2 separate regions of the Zea mays genome follow, and region 2 is linked to region 1. A link is a contact called in public Hi-C data. All regions are on one chromosome and are shown on one strand. Each heading gives the region's core, a stretch centred on a gene start, on an enhancer-like site or on the middle of the called end of the contact. The rest is flanking DNA. Distances are from core to core; before and after follow the strand shown. Region 1 has its middle 96 kb from the start of LOC109939553. Region 2 holds the start of LOC103628594.

Evidence for each region. A called contact is a pair of places that touch in the nucleus more often than the background predicts.
Region 2: a contact with region 1 is called in a Hi-C map of ear, with 1.9 times the contacts expected there. The contact joins the promoter of LOC103628594 here to the enhancer-like site in region 1. A contact is called at or near these places in 3 of 25 Hi-C or Micro-C datasets (ear, leaf and tassel).

Annotation. Positions count from the first base shown.
Region 1 is chr5:157,558,173-157,563,774 of Zm-B73-REFERENCE-NAM-5.0, forward strand. No RefSeq gene overlaps it. Among protein-coding and RNA genes, the nearest start is that of LOC109939553, 96 kb to the left of the region's middle. Within about 2 kb of position 2,194, at least 15 of the 20 cell types and tissues checked have an H3K27ac peak or open chromatin away from gene starts, as enhancers often do. A contact at or near this core is called in ear, leaf and tassel, where this site is marked.
Region 2 is chr5:158,214,228-158,219,647 of Zm-B73-REFERENCE-NAM-5.0, forward strand. It overlaps LOC103628594, which reads right to left and starts at 2,526. Exons shown (of 3, transcript XM_020538517.3): 1 at 1,620-2,526; 2 at 1,409-1,527; 3 at 638-1,327. The coding sequence starts at 2,448. The coding sequence ends at 935. It overlaps LOC100382538, which reads left to right and starts at 4,430. Exons shown (of 7, transcript NM_001175272.1): 1 at 4,430-4,545; 2 at 4,633-4,822; 3 at 4,902-4,942. The coding sequence starts at 4,659. It also overlaps the pseudogene LOC103628595.

The DNA of each region.
Region 1 (5,602 bases), core at 944-3,443:
GTCGGGTTTCGATACCCTTTGCCATCTCTACTCGTTAGCGACGTGGGGGCTAAGACCTATGGGCGCATGGCACATGTGAATGTGGTGTCGTTTGGCTCTTGGCGACAATGTTAGCTTAGTGATGGCGCCATTGGTTTGATGTGGTTGGCTTGGCCGCTGCTTACGGGGGAGGACAACACATCTTTGTTCGATTGAAGATCAACGAGCACATGGCACGCTGCCGTAAGACAGCAGATTAGTTCTATTGGAGACTAGTAGGCCAATGGTGCCAGGCCTGGCCCATCCATCCACGCTTATGTAATGAGCATGAGCAGTGCGTTGCGTGTACAACCACCTGACCAGCTAGCCGTCGCGAATTGCATTGCAAAGCTACCAAGGACTATCAACTAGATGAATGCTCCATCCATCGACGCTTGTGTGGGCATGGGCCAGTAGGGCGCGCGATGACCATGACGATGGGGTAAACCATGATTTTTGTCTTCTTCAATTATTTTAAAAGATAGTTTTTTATTTTTATCTTTAAAAACCGGAAATAGCTCCTCATTTATATCTTCCAAAATCAGCCACATGACCCTTATGATTGCTTCCCTTGGTAGTTTTTTCTTTTATGTTTATTTTAGCTAAATGTTTGAAAATTGTAGTAAATTAAAAAATCATAAAATCGAAATCTATTTGCATTGGACTCCACATGAGTACATATACACAGTGAACAAATGGTATGCTTCAATATAGTTTTAGCTATATCTTAGATCTATGTTTTTGCAAGAATTAATTCACAATTATAGTTTTTGTAGACTAATTTTGATAAAAAAATTTGTGATGGGCTAATCATTATATCCTTGAGATGTAGCAAAAACATCATGCTCATTGGATCATATATGACTGTGTTATAGTTTTATGTAGATAAATTTGTAACTCAGTCATCTATGATCCAACGATCGTAAAATTGTTACTACAACTGAAGCATGCAATTAATAGCTCATCGTAAAACTTTCATCACAATTGGACTAGAGAAATTATAGCTATGAATTAGTTACATAAAAGCATAGATTCAAGTTACATAAAAGCTTTATATTAAAGCATGTCGAATTAAATTATTGTGTATTGTTAGAGGCCTTCCTCTTACGAAGGTCCTAGAAAACATAGCTAACTATTTGCTTTCAGCATATTACTGAATACTATAGGAGCTTCGTCACCAAAAGAGCTTCGGCATAGTACAAGAGAAGTACAACGAAGCACGCTTCATCAAGCAGGCTTCATCACGGCGAAACAAGGAGACGATGCAACGAGAAGGTGTTGCTCAAGTTATTAAATACAAATGACGATATTGTTCTTGTGACATCTTGTAAACTCTATATGTAATTGTTGGCATGAATGTAATAGCACACGAACCCTTATGGTTGTCTATAAATATATGAACAGTATCCACGTATTATTCACGCTGGATTGTAATTGCTCTTGTGTCATCACCTTCAAACAAGCCGAATGTATCAATGTAGTATAAATTATGATAATGCTTATACGTTTATTATGGGATAAATATGTGAATAGATAACACATCTTATGTGTATAAGCTTTTATTTTTATGAATGATGAAGACATGTTCTTCGTGACCTTCGTCTGAAAATCTCATTATATCCGAAAGAAGATAATGCCTCGAAGGACGAATGTCCTTAACGTTTAAAAATGGTGTTGCATTGTTCTTAATTCATAGTAGTTGAGAACGAGTGACCAACATGTATGTCTACTCATGCGGAGTTAAACGTGATTGAGTTTTATTTTATTATTTTTCTATGATTTAATATACTTTTTTCTAAGATGTAGATAAAATAAACATAAAAGAAAAAAACTATCGACAGAAACATTCATGGGTCAAGTGTATTTTGTTTCACGAGTTAGGACGGTCTCCAGTAGTCAATCTACCTCATCCTCTATATCACTCCCTATTTTTAAATATTACACAGCGTAATATAAAGACAAAACAACCATATGCATGCTCTACCGAGCATAGCATAAGGGAGATTTTTCCGGTTTTAGAGTTAAGATAAAAACTAACTTTCGTCATAGTTAAGAAGACAAAATAAACGTTTTTCATTTTTTTAACTTTAAACAATCACCACGGTTTCCGCCTGCGTGGGCCTGCTGGGCTCGGTTGCCCGTCGCGTTACCGGCCGTGGGCGCTCCCGTTCCCCCTCCTGCTGCTTTGCGGCTGGGCCGTTGGGATCTCATGAGCCCGTTGCGAAACCACTTTCGGGCATCTCGGTTCTCTTCTGAACTCGTGAAGGTGCAGGCAGAGTGTCAGCGTCAGGCGAGACAGACAACACATCGCATCAGAGACATTATTGTCTTTTCTCGTCCGTCCGTAGGACGAACGCCTCGCCTTCTTCATCAACCTGGGGGTGGAAACGGATCAAAGATATAAATTCGAATGTCATAGTTTACCATATTTTAGTCTGAATTCAGATACAAATTCGAATATATTAGAATATGAATACAAAATAGATAGTTGAATTCGAATTCTTGTTCGGATGTTTACTCAATTCAACTCAAACGACGTACCCTAAATTTAACATATGTATATGTGAATTTTTATTTAAGTACAAGTTTATAGATAATCAATAGATAATTAAAACATATTAAAATTAAAATTGATTTCTCATGATCCTCCATATCCAAGTCAACAAAACTATATAAACAATATTTTTAAACTATCGAAGCATGTAACAAAAGATAAACAACAACACATGATATTTAATAAGTGACATTTGTATAAATACAAGTAAATTAGAATTAATATAAAATAGTAAATGTACTAAGAAAAACAAATTTTTCGTTCTAAAATGAATGAATGTCCTATATAAATGTGTATACCAAAACTTAAATAAAAACATGAAAAAATTTATCTATATATTGTAAAGTGGATAGTTATAGTTGAATGTTTATGTAACTTAGTTTAGATGTGTTCACTATATAGATAAAGTGGAGAGTTATAATTGAATGTTTATGAAACTTATTGAATTTTATCATTGGATATCACTAGAAATATAAGGTTGATATATTTATTTATCATATAAATATTTTTTAATATTTTAAATGATATATATCATTTTTCTAGTATATTGTTAAACTTAAAATCATTTTTAATTAGTAATTAGTGATAAAGTTAAGTTTGAAATGGTTTCATGAAACATATTTTTTCACGGATACGGATAGTATCGAATGTTTCATAGTTTTTTTCGAATACGAATATAGAATCGGATAGAGAAAAGTACTATAAATCAAAATCGAATACATCCATTTGACATCTACATTGAAATCGAATACGAATACGGATATTCATATTAGCAATTTACGAATATGGATAATTTGAATCTCCAGACATCCATTTTCAGCCCTATCTGGAACAGTTAAGGGTTATTTACTTTCTAGGAACTGACCATCTATTTTATTTCATTTTAATCCTTAGATTTCAATAATTTAAAGATTAAAATAAAATAAAATATATGTACGGTGCAACTAGAAATAGGGACAGCCACATGCAGCGTTATTCTAGCGATCTCGACATCTCGTAGGCTTCCGTTCGGAAGTCATTATTAGCAGCCGAAGGGAGGCTGCAGCTTTTCTGATTCTATGTCCTGTTTATTTCAGTTTTTTAGCTTCTAGTCACCCGAAGTTGTCGTGGACTACCAAATAGCCAACTTATCAATCAATTTTTATAAGAATCGTTTTTTTGATAAAAACCATACAAAATTAACATGAATATAAAATCGGTCGAGCCACTGTGATAATAGAAATCCGTCACTTTTTAGATCCTAAATCATATGAACTTCTTTATTTTCCTCGTAACGTTATTCTCATGATACTCAGATTCTCTCTAAAACCAGATTCTCCCTACAATTAGATTATCAAAAAAGCTGGTTAGAAAAGGCTGAAACAAACTGACCATATGACACAAAACACTGTAAAAACGCTGCAGCAACTGCCGGCAAAGTACTGTGAAAAACGATGTTGCAAAATGGGAGGTCCCGTGGGCTCTGATTTAGATCGAGGTAGGCCCGCCTTCTGCGTTAGCTTTATTGCTTATTGATACTTGTATACAGTGTTAGTGGGTGACAAATAGGGTCATGTACTCATGTACAACCACAAACAACAGATTATCTGTAAGTTTTTTTTACAAAGACAAATAAATGGACTGTTCATATAATGAGCTGTCTATTTATCTGCCTATAAGTTATTTAATATTTTTATTTAGCTATGATCAAATATGAATATGATTCTTCTATATCCGGTATTGCTAGTTGATACAAAACAAATTGTAATTATTGGAATCATGATTTCATAAGTAATATGTTATATATATTGTCATGCCACCTTATTGTTTATGGGAAAAAGTTTAAATTACTCTCTTCACCTGTGGATAATGTTCACATAACTCCTAAAATATGTTTTTAGTTCAGTTTAGCCCTTCCACTCCTTTGAGTTGATTCACTTTACCTCTTAACAAAATTTTTATTTTTCATTCCTTTATGTACAAACTGATTTTCAGTTCAAATTTTGTTGGTTAATAGATAATAACATAACTAAACCTAGAAAATGTATTATGATTTTTATAAATATTTTGATATGTTAGGGATTAGATAAGATAATAACTTTAATGATACCAAACTAAATATGAGATAATGATAAAACCTTTCTTAACATATTTTTATAATATAAATTATGATGTCCACAATCACTTCAAAAAATGTAAACTTGAATTTCAATTTGTACATGGAAGAAACAAAAAAGATAAATTTTGTTAAGAGGTAAACTGAACCAACCCAAAGGATTGAAAGAGTAAAATGAACAAAAAAATACTTTAGGGGATTATATGAACATTTATCCATAGGTGAGGGGGGTAATTTAAACTTTTTCGTTTTTTATGTGTGCCAAATATGTTTACTGTGATGACAACATTTATTATTGACTCATATATTATTAAACAAATGAAAAATTGAAACTAAATAAAAAATCTACGAAAATAGAAAAAAATGAAAACACCAAGTTTTCCATCATCTCTTCTCCATCTTTCTGGTCCCACTCTCACATTCTCGTCCCACTTTCTCTCATCTCTACTTTCCCATCTACTTTCACCCCGTGCAACAAGCATGGCCGTGCTCAGCCCAGTGACGCTCTCCCAGGCACGGCGAAGGCGCTCGGCCCGGCACGACCAGGAGAAGCGCGACTGTCATGGCAAGGAGCGTGGTGCACACCCAGAGATTACCAAACCATTTCTAAGCAAAATAACCGCCACTGATCAGTTGTTATATCCGAATTTAAGCATAAATTCATACATGTCTTAAATATGTGTTATGATTAAGTCTCACATATATAACTTATGGTATAGAAATCATTGCCGTATCTTTATTATATAATATGAGTTCTGTACAAAATAGCTACCAAATTACATCATATGACGACAACGATCCTTCGCAACCATAGTTGACTAGGAGATGACGGTCTAGACCTCCCCGAACTCATCGTAGCATCCTTCTTTAATTCCATAACTTAATTATGCGAGAGTCCTAAGCTGCTCTTGACCGTGAGCATGGCTAATATAACA
Region 2 (5,420 bases), core at 1,276-3,775, 660 kb after region 1:
TGACAATAGACAGAAACTGATGGAAAATACCTCTCTAATTTCCGTATCCGTATTTTATCATCGGAAACGGGATCGGGTCCGGAATAGTCGGGAACGAAAACGGCAGCAGGATAAACGGAATTACGAAAACGAACGAAAACGAAAATACTAACGAAAACTCATAATTTAATACAAATAAAATGATATTGATGTCTTAGGGGTGTTTGAATGCACTAGAGATAATAGTCAGTGGCTAAAATTAGCTATAGACATCCAAACACCCCAGATAATAGTTAAGCTATTAGCTATTTTTAGTGAATTAGCTAGTAGTTAGCTACAAGGTTCAGCTAGGCGCTAGGCGGAATCTAGGCGGTGACCCATTGCCTAGCGCCTAGTCGGGAGTACTCGGTCTTAGGCGCTTCTAGGCGCTTTTCTAGGCGTTTTGGCAATATAGCCATAAATTATATATATATTATGTATATAACTATATATACGTATATAACTACTATATATGAGTCACAGACTCACAGTAAGTATAAAAAGAAGGCCAGTAGACATATCTGATTCCTAGCTGAGCTTACTCTTGCATGTTCCTAGCTCCTGCAAGGCTGCAACACATTTGGACAGCTAGTAGTTAGTAAATTAGTCAATAGACAACTAGTTGTTCATAAAAAAAATAGAAAACACTAAATTGTGACTTATCTGGATGATTTCAGCAGCCTCCCATTCATGAGCAGTTGAGCACACCATATCAGCAGCTGGTAATTACAACACAAGTGGATAGGACAGTAATACAAGTGCAGAACACAATTTATAAATAAAGGACAGCACAAGCACATAGTTCTTAGTTCAGGTCTCACACAAAAGAAGACACACAGACACAAAGTGACACAACTGCAGTTCATAAGACCAGGGCATCACAAAAGGCTTCACTACTAGATGGGGATGGTCCAGATCATATTTCATCTTCACTGTAGCACAAATCTTCATCTTCATACTCTTCTTCTTCAGACTCAAACTCTTCTCCTTCATAGAGCTCTCTCACTCTTGCACTTCTACGAGGCTCAAGCTGTTCTTCTGCTCCCACTGCCTCTCCAATAACAGACCAAGGTATCCCTGTACCTTCCATCTCATCTTCCTCCCCATCTCTAAAGACAACTTGTGCACAATCATCTCCACCCTCTTGGAGAAAACCTTGAGCTTCAGTTGTATCACTAGACAAGAGAACATCAGTGATTTTCTTTGACCTAATCTTTTCTCTGTTATTCATCAGCCTGTTATTGAACTGAATATAGACCAACTTGTTGAGGCGGGTTGTAGTCAGCCTATTTCTCTTCTTAGTGTGTATCTATAAATTAGAAACAAAAGCATTTTCAGTTCTGAAATTTAATCATAATACTGCTGAAATGATTAATAGATAGGCACTAACCCCTTCAAACCCACTCCAATTTCTTTCACAACCAGAAGAGCTTGATGTCAAAGATAATATCCTTGTAGCCATCTTCTGTAAAGCTGGTGTTTCAGTTCCATATAACCGCCGCCATGATGCTGAAATAAATTAGAAACACCTCTATTAGTTTAAAAAACAGCAAACAGCCATGTTAGAAAACAGCAAACAACCATATAATAAGTACCTCTACCTGGATTGTAATCATAGTTTTGAAAAGTTCTTGCAAGCTTCTTGCTAAATGGTCCTTCTCTATTCTGAATTTTTTTCAATTCAAAGTTGGCAGCCTGTTCTTGTTGGTCCTCATCATGATAATAAAATTGCTCGACACAAGATATGAAGGCTTCATTCATTTTGGGCTCATCAAAGATTGATGGGTTAGCATAGCTGTAGTGTGGATTCAGCAAAAAAGCTGTCAAATGCAATGGAGAATCAAGTCTTCCATTCATCTTCTTCTCAATTACAGCCATAACATCTTTGAATCGAGACTCGACATTGCCAAAGTCCTCTTTGACCTCTCTCTTTGCCTTTAGTAGCTCTCCATAAAGGAAACCCATGGATGGCTTCACATCCCCATCAACCAAACAGAGGACTTTGACCAATGGCTCAAAAACAGCCAACATTAGCTTCACATCCTTCCAAAAGGCTGGACTCAATATAGTAGCTGTGGCCTCTTTTCCTTTCTTTGATTTCACATCCTTTAATGAGTCCCACCTGCTATGAACCACCATCTTCCTTAACTGATCCTTCTTCTCTTGCATACTGTTCAAAGTGAGAAAGTATGAAGCAAACCTAGTCACTCCTGGCCTCACTAGCTCTTTCCCCTCTGTGAAGTATCTCAAGCACTCCAATGTTCTTGTGTAGCCATACACAAATATGGTAAATGACTTTGCTTGGTCAATCACTTTCTTGAACCGAGGCAAGTTGCCAATTCCTTGGAGCATCAAGTTGATTGTGTGAGCTGCACAAGAGGTCCAAAATATTTGTGGTCTCTTCTCAAGCAATAGCTTCTTTGCTCCCATGTTGTTAGAGGCATTGTCAGTGACTACTTGCACCACATTTTCTTCACCAATGTCTTAAATTGCTTTGTCCACTAATTCAAAAATGACTTCACTTGTGTGTGACACACCTGACATCTATTTTGAGCTGATGAAGGAGGTTCCATCAGCACAATTAGTGCATATATTCATTATGCTTCTCCTCTTCCTATCTGACCAAGCATCGGTCATAATAAAGCACCCATTTTTCATCTTCTCGGCTTCACGTTCCTGCAGCAAGCACTTGGTTCTTTCATATTCTTCTTCCAGCAAACTACCTCGAAAGGCATCTTGAGTTGGAGGTGTTAGTCCTGGTCCAAATTGTCCAATTGCTTCACACATTTGCTTGAACTCATCATTGTCACATGCATTGAAAGGTATTCCTGCCAATGATTAAAAAATGAAGTCTAATTAGTGTTCAGTTCATGAATTTTAAAATGTGAAAACAACATCGTATACTAGCAATTTACCATGATTATAGGCCCATCTTGCAATAAACTTGTGCACCTCATGCTCTCGTTCTTTCCATAGTTCTTTGTTCAGCTGCTGTTGTTTGAATGAATCAGCCTTGGTAGGATCAATAGCACGTGTCCATTTGTCAATTGGCCCTAATTTGTGAGGCTGTGAGCTTCCAACACAAGTGACTTCTTCTGACTCCTCTCCAACCCTAGATACATTCACTTCCTCTCTAAGTTCTAGCTCACGAACAGTCTTCTCCTCCCTCTTCCTTTTTGCAGCCTCTATTGCTTTCTTGCACTTCTCTTTAGCCTCTAGAGCCTGCAGTGTTGTAGACGTGCATTTCTTCACATTCTTTCCAACATGGGCAAGATGCTCCTTCAACCTATAAATCCCTCCCCTCATCTCCTTGTCACAGAACTTACACTTCACCTTGTCTTTGTTGTTAGCATCAACAAGAACACCATATTCCCATCCAACATCATCTGAATTTCTTTTTAGGAGATTCGCTCTAGCTGCTTCAGTTTCAGAAGGTGCAGTTGTAGTTTCTGATGACATCCTTAAGTTTCAGAAGGCTATCCTTTCTCTTGACCGCAGTCCGCAAGATCTAGAGGCTAAAACCAGGGGAGGAAAGCAGGGGAGGCCAAGTTAGCAGGAGAGGCCAAGTTAGCGGATGGGGATGAGCAGGGAGGGGAGCAGCCGACGGGGGAGGAGAACTCACCTTGGCACGGGCAGGAAGCAGGGACGACGGGGACGAGGGAGGCCGGTGGCTGCACTTCCTCCGGCGCGTTATAGCGGCTGGATTTTGCCGCGCGGGGAGGAGGGATGCCGAGCGGGACAGCGGCTGGATTTTGCCGCGCTGGGAGGAGGGAGGCCGAGCGGGATAGCGGCTGGGAGGAGGGATTTTCCCGCGCGGGAGGAGCACGGCGCGCGCGCTAAAAACCTGGCCGCGCTAAAAACTTGGCCGCCTACGCGCCCGCCTACGGCGCTTGCGCGCCGCAAACTCGCCACGGAGGCGCGGCTGAGCGCCGCCTATGCGCTGCGCCCGCCTAGACGCCACACAACCCCCTAGGCTATGCGTCAGCCCGTCGATTAGCGCCTAGGCGCCGCCTAACCGCCGCCTAGCCGAACCCTGGTTAGCTAACTATTTGTTAGCTAGCTAATTCTACGAGTATATTTTTAGCTAACTAACTATTAGCTCTAGTATATTTAAACACCTATTTAAAGCTTGTTCAGTTAGCTCTCAATTTATGTTGATTGAGTAAGATTGGATGAGTTTGAATTCCAAATAAGTTAAACTTTTTTTTAATTTTTTTATTCTAATCTGATCCATATGTATTGAGAATAAACGAACAAAACCTTTAAAGTAGAAAATTGTCATAGTAGCTCTAACTTTTTAGTCAACTTCGTCCAAAACCCAAACTCGCAACGTCGCACACGGCTCATATAAAATGCCGGAGCCGTCTGCGCATTGGACTCAAAGCGAACCTCGCCGCCGCCTCTTCCGTCTCTCTCATCTCCGTCCTCCTGCAATCTCACCCCTCCCTCTAAACCCGCAGGCCGCAGTAGCGCCGCTACGGTTTGCTCAGGATTCGAACCCCACCTTCTGATTGCTCCGAATCCGAGGTAACCCGCCTTCTCCCCCGCGCCCTCTTCCAAGGTTCGAGCTAGGGTTTCTGCGTGTTTGCTCAGATTTCATTGTTTTGATCTCAGGCGGCGGTTGCGCAGAAGTTTGCGGCATGGCGGGGTACCCGGAGGACAACCAGCACGCGTTGAACGGGTACGACGATGAGGAGGTCGACGAGGAGGGGCACCCCGGGCGGCGGGGAGGTCGGGATGGGGCGTCTGGGTACGGCGATGCTGGCGGAGAGGATGTGAGGGGGGCGGGCGGCGACTCATCGGGGTGAGCGATCTGGGCCCTAGGATTTCTGAACATTAATGATGTAGGTCAAAAGGAGATTTATTATTTTTGCTTTCTGCAGGAAGATTTTTGTCGGAGGCGTTGCTTGGGAGACAACTGAAGGTAAAATTTATATGTTATTTACTGGATTGGGTGCGCCTGGAGTTTGATTTGTCTAGTTCGGTTCTTCAGATATTTTGGATGCTAAAATAAAGGTGCTCCCTGAGCTTGATTTGTCTAGTAAAAATGTGGAAAAATCAACTATCAGAGAGCAGGTTGTCATAAAGGGTGTTGTAGTAAATGGTTGATATGGGTTTTGTTATTGCGGAAAGTATTTTCCTTGTTTTTAATCAAGTTTGTGAATTTTTGTATCTTCTGTTTGGAATTTGTGAATGATATACCTGCGTGACTAGTCATAAAAACTATGGTATGATTGATGATGCACTTGATAGATACATGTTTCTTTGCATGTTCTGTGCTTCTGAGCATATTTTTGGTGCTTATCATTTCAAATTTGTTTTCACTATAATACTGGGAAATGTGGGATAAAGTAAAAACTGTGAACCCCTGCATCATGCCCAGATTTGCTTTTACTCGTTGT